2 separate regions of the Sus scrofa genome follow, and region 2 is linked to region 1. The links are chromatin contacts, called in public Hi-C maps. All regions are on one chromosome and are shown on one strand. Each heading gives the region's core, a stretch centred on a gene start, on an enhancer-like site or on the middle of the called end of the contact. The rest is flanking DNA. Distances are from core to core; before and after follow the strand shown.

The links. A called contact is a pair of places that touch in the nucleus more often than the background predicts.
Region 2: a Hi-C map of liver shows a contact between it and region 1, with 15 times the contacts expected there. The contact joins the promoter of PPP1CC here to the promoter of AACS in region 1. A contact is called at or near these places in 2 of 47 Hi-C or Micro-C datasets (heart right ventricle and liver).

What each region holds. Positions count from the first base shown.
Region 1 is chr14:28,167,950-28,170,649 of Sscrofa11.1, reverse strand. AACS (acetoacetyl-CoA synthetase) reads left to right here and starts at 1,389. Exons shown (of 18, transcript XM_021072487.1): 1 at 1,389-1,701. The coding sequence starts at 1,569.
Region 2 is chr14:32,089,970-32,092,669 of Sscrofa11.1, reverse strand. It overlaps PPP1CC (protein phosphatase 1 catalytic subunit gamma), which reads left to right and starts at 1,403. Exons shown (of 7, transcript NM_001044560.1): 1 at 1,403-1,457. The coding sequence starts at 1,403.

The DNA.
Region 1 (2,700 bases), core at 140-2,639:
GAGAGTGGCTCAGTGGTTAACGAATCCGACTAGGAACCATGAGGTTGCGGGGTTCGGTCCCTGCCCTTGCTCAGTGGGTTAACGATCCAGCGTTGCCATGAGCTGTGGTGTAGGTTGCAGACACGGCTCGGATCCATTGTTGCTGTGGCTTTGGTGTAGGCCAGGGGCTACAGCTCCGATTTGACCCCTAGCCTGGGAACCTCCATATGCCGCAGGAGCAGCCCTAGAAAAGGCAAAAAAAAGAGAAAGAACCCATTAGGATGCAGGTTCAATCCCCGGCCTTGCTCAATGGGTTAAAGGATCCAGCGTTGCTGTGAGCTGCTGCATGGGTCACAGAAATGGCTAAGATGGGATGTTGCTGTGACTTTGGTGTAGGCTGGCAGGTGCAGCACCGATTCCATTCCTAGCCTGGGAACTCCTATATATGCAGCAGCTGTGGCTGTAAAAAAGAATCCAACTGCAATGGCTTGGGTCACCGCGGAGGAACGGGTTCCATCCATGTTGCCCATGGATTCCATCCGATGACTCCCCACCATTTATTTATCTCTATTCCTGTTGAAGATCTTGACTTGTTGCCATATTTTCTCCTCTGCTCTCCCCTTGGGGCTGGAGAGGAAGTGGAGAGGTTGAACTTTGACACATCACTTGGGGTACGTACCATCTCCTCCTAGGTACGTACCATCCACCCGATTTCCACAGCCCCATGGGTGGGCAGGGAGGACCGAGGCAACCACACCAGCAAAGCCAGAAAAATCCTCCACCAGCTCTTTGGCCTGGTTAACTCAGCAAACTTGGCACAGTCCATTGGCTGACTCTTCCATCATTTACTTATCCCCATTTATATGTATATGCTGTATGTGAATATATATGTATCCTATATATCTGACCTATACAGGATTCGTATCTATAGATACCCATATATAAGTTTACATAGATAGACTTCTTTAAGTGTCTGCATATGCATGGAGATATTTTGGAAAGTAGAACAAAGACCTGCCGCTGGCTTAAATAAGCAGTCTTGGAGCTTAGACAGGTTGTAGCGGAAAACTGATTTTGCCCAAGTTCTAACAAAGGAGTCAGGAAGTGGGACTCAAGGGAAGGGCGAGAAGAACTTCTGGGGTAAGAAGCTGATAGACTTCTATTTCCAGCAGCTACTGAATAACAGGCTCTACCAGGCCAGTCCAGAATCAAGGTGATGGATGGTGGTTTCCAATCAGAGACTTAGCGCTGCTTTAACCCCTCCACGCTCCAGGCGATGTTGGGGAGCCTGTGCCCACGGAGCGGGCGCAGACACCTGGCCGGTGTATGAAGATTTCAGTCCTGCGGCGGCAGCACTCCTTTGCGAGGCGCGACTCCCGCGGAGGGTTACACCTCGAGAGGGGTGGGGCCTACAGAGGGGGGGCCTGGAGGGGGCGGGGCTCCCCGGGTGTCCTACCGGGTGGTCGCGCCCGCTGCAGTTGCTTTCAGTCAGCAGAGCAGCTCAGCCAGTAGTCTCGCACCCCAGCGTCAGCCGCCGTCCCCGGTCCGGTCTCCCGTCCCAGCGCAGCCGCGGCGTCCCTGCCGCAGCCATGTCCAAGGACACGCGGGCCGGGCAGGAGGAGATCCTGGAGTGCCAGGTGATGTGGGAGCCTGACAGCAAGAAGAACACGCAGATGGACAGCTTTCGGGAGGCCGCGGGCGCCGTCTGCGGCCTGGCCCTGGGTGAGTGCAGGGCGCGTGTTCTGGGGGCCGGGAGCTTCCAGAAATCGGCTTCCACCCAAGGGGTCCAAGGAACCACCTTGGCAGAAGGACCTTCCTCCTGGGGTCCGGGGCGCCTCCTATGCCTGAGCGTTGATGTCAGGACCCCACCTCGTAGTTGGAGTTGGACTCCTGATTTCCAGTTTCCCTACTCTGAGGCCTGGAGGAGCCATTGGAGATGGGGGCCCCTCTTCAGGGTGTAGCGCATCTTCTGACTGTGGGGCTTTGCCCCCTTGTCTGTGCGGGCTCTCACTTCCTTTTCTCTTCATTGCAGCATCCATCTCCCTGGCAGGATCGCCCCTCGGGCCTTGGGACCGTTGTAGACCGAGAAGTCCCTTGCTAAGTGTTCATCTGTAAAGTGGGGAGCTCCCTGGGGTCTTGCCATCCAGCCTGGGGGGGCTTCTCCCTGACACAGGGTCTTTCTGACTTTAGATTTTCTGGTCTCTTGGTGGAGGGAGGGGGTCACCTGCCAGCCATTGGTACCTTGGGCTGCCCTCTCGTACCCCACCAGGCTGACCCCACTAGAAGGCCAGCCTGGATTCCAGGCCCCTAGGAGAAGGATGGTCAGCTAGGGTTCTGTCTTTGGGATCCAGGTGGAAATCCCCTCACATGTTTATATACCTACCCTGAATGGAACCTGGGCCAGGGCCTCCCTTCCAACTCCCACCCTGGTGTCAGGAGCCACCGGGCTGGGTGTGGACCTGGGTGAGAAGTTTTCTCCCAGCTCTACCTGGCTTGTCCACCTACCTCCTGGGTACCCCCGGCCTCTGGGGTCTTCACCTATTAGGACCCTTTCCTCCCCTTCTCGCCCCCTCCGCTGGCACCAGGGACTCCAGTGATTCTGGCTTCTTCCATCACTCCCTTTCCCCCCCAATGCCAGCACCTCCTCTGGGGCTTTCATTTCCTCTTCTCTGAACACAGGTTCGTTTTCCTGCTTCCTGCTTTTCTTCCCTCCCCCTCAAC
Region 2 (2,700 bases), core at 154-2,653, 3.9 Mb before region 1:
GTAGGGTGGGGCACAATGATTCTGAGATTGGATGTCCCAGGGGCGCAGTCACCTCGATGGGAATTCACGCATCCTGCGTGTCTTGAGAAACAAAATTAATTTCTTGGGGGTTGGGAGTGAAAGGGCTTTGCAAACTGTGAAGCGTTGTATGAAAAAGCAGTTAAAGAAAAGGACAGGACCCAAGAGAGCAGATGTGTAGGCAAGCGCTTTCAAACCTAGCTAGAGGCGACAGGCACCCCCCGGCGGGGAGGCGGGGAGGCGGGGGGCGGGAGGGGGGGGCTGGAGAGCGATGCCCTTGGGGAGACTGGGAAGCCGAAGGAAAAGGGCCAAAGTTTCCCGGGGTATCTGCAGAAATCAGGACCCGCCCGCAAACACTTGCTCTCTTCTGGCCAAGAGCTCGGACGCGCGAAATCTGCAAATTCTCCCTTTATTTGAAGGTGAACGCTCGCTCACCTTCGTTCTGCCTAGAATCAGGGTAACCGTTCCGATGATTATATAACTTCCCGAATTCTAGAAAGATAATCCAAAGATAGGGATGATTAATTTTTTCAAGATTTTTTAAAAAAATTCCCCCAAAGTTTGAGAGCGCCCCCAAAAAAACTGTACATATAAATACCTGTAAATACAGGTGGAAATCCACCACTCAAAATGAGTAACTGTTAACATTTTTATTTATCTGAGAGACGACTTTTTTTCCTAGTTATCAAGCCTTCCCCTTACCCCCAAATCCCAGCAAATCTGACTCCAAAAAAAGTCACCCTACTTCTCTTTATTATTCTCCCTCTTCACCTCTACCCCAGATTTATGTTTAGGGGAAATTCCAGCACCCCCGGATTCCCTCCATGGGCTTTCACATGGCCAGGTCCGCAAACATCTGGCCCCAATGAACAGCGTCCTGCGGAGGCCGAATCTTTGGGCGCACAACTGCAGCTTCACCCCAGGCCACAACTCCCGCGTGCGACTTTGCAACTCACGCTCCCGCCACAGGACCTATTTGCTCAGCCCGTTTGGCGGAAGGATTCCGCGCGCGAACGCGGTTGTGCTCAACTGTCTCCTCCCCCTTCCCGCGCTCTGGCCCCGCCTCCTTCCCGAGCCCTGATCCCGCCCCCTCCCGCGTGCCCTGTGGCCCATAAAGAAGTCCCGGCCGGGCCGCTGCACTCCCCCGCGCGCATTCGTGCGCCGCCCGAGGCTGGCTAAGGAGTCGGCGGCCATTTTGTTCTTCTCGTGGTTCCAGTAGGGAGAGAGGAGGAAGCAGGGAGCGGGGCGGTTGGGGGGGACCCGCCGCGGCTTCTGCCACCGCCGCCACCACCATTTCTGTGCTCGTGGCGTGGGAAAGGAGGCGTGAATCCCGGGCGCGAGCCGGTGGCGGCGCCGCTACGGGAGGGTCGGCGGTGGGAAGGCGATGGCGGATATAGATAAACTCAACATCGACAGCATCATCCAACGGCTGCTGGAAGGTGAAGGGGGCGGCGGGCGGCTCCGGGAACTCGCGAGGGTGGGGGATTTGGGAGGCCTCTTGGGCTTGCAGCGCCGAGGGGAGTGAGCCCCACGAGTTCGCCCCCGAGCCGGGGGCTGCAGCCGGAGGGAGGCCGCCCGTGGTCCCGCTCTTGGCCTAATCCGCGGACCCTCCAGCTCCGCTCATTCATTGCACGAGGGTGCAGCCTTTCTCCTGGCCGTGAAATTTGAAAACTCCGCTCCCCACCCCCACGTTTCCGGTACGTGCCCCCCATGCGCCCCGCAACCCCGGCCAATCTTCGGAGAAGATTGGGGGGCCCCAGTCCATTCTGCAAGAAGAAATGTTCCGAACTTTCTGGTAACTCCTCCTCTCGGAAAGCAATGTGATGGGGCTATGGATCCTCCCGGGCTTGAGGACTAATTTCTTTGCTTCTCATTTTTATTTTTTGTGAGGTTGGGGTCCACTGGCCCGTTTCTTGTTACTTGGTGACGAACGTTCAAATCTCAAGAGGATGTTGAATCCCATCTCCTACTCTTCCCAAACACTTTTTTAAAGTTGTTCTTACCTTGAGGTCTCCGCGCTCTTTTCTGAACGTGCCTCCGAACCGTGCAGCCAGCAGCGGTGACAGTTTCGTTAGAATCTTTCCAGTGTGCCATTCTCTGTGTTAAGCGCTTTGCGTTCATCTGATAAATACAATCTTAGTATTAGCCAGTGTTTACTATGTGTCGGGCATTTTTGGAGCACTTTACACAGATTTCTTGTAATTCTCCCAACAGTCTTATGAGATAGGTGCTCTTTTTTTCCTATTTTTTTTTAGAGGAAACTAAGAGAAGTCACTTTACCAAGGTCACACGGTGACAGGTTTAAAACCCAGACATCCAGGAGCAAGAATTCATTCAAGTCAGCCTGTGTGTGAAGGAAGGAGGTGTCCAGTGGTTAAGCAGAGGTTAAAATAAATCTTTAATATTGGGTGACCTAAGACTCGTGAGGTGTCTGACAGTTGATTCATATTGATATGGGTGACAGATGAAGTAGGGATTTTAAGGAGGGACGCTGAAGTGAAATCATTCCCCACTACCCCCAAATTCCAGAGCCCACCTATTAATACTGATGTCTAATTCCAAACTTTGAAAGAATTCAAATCTTTCCTGATTCGGGTTCTTGATAATGTAGGTTTGGCCGAGTTTTTAACTGGTTTTTGCCTTTGTGCAGTTCTAAAATACTGCTGTAAATGTTGTGGGAGA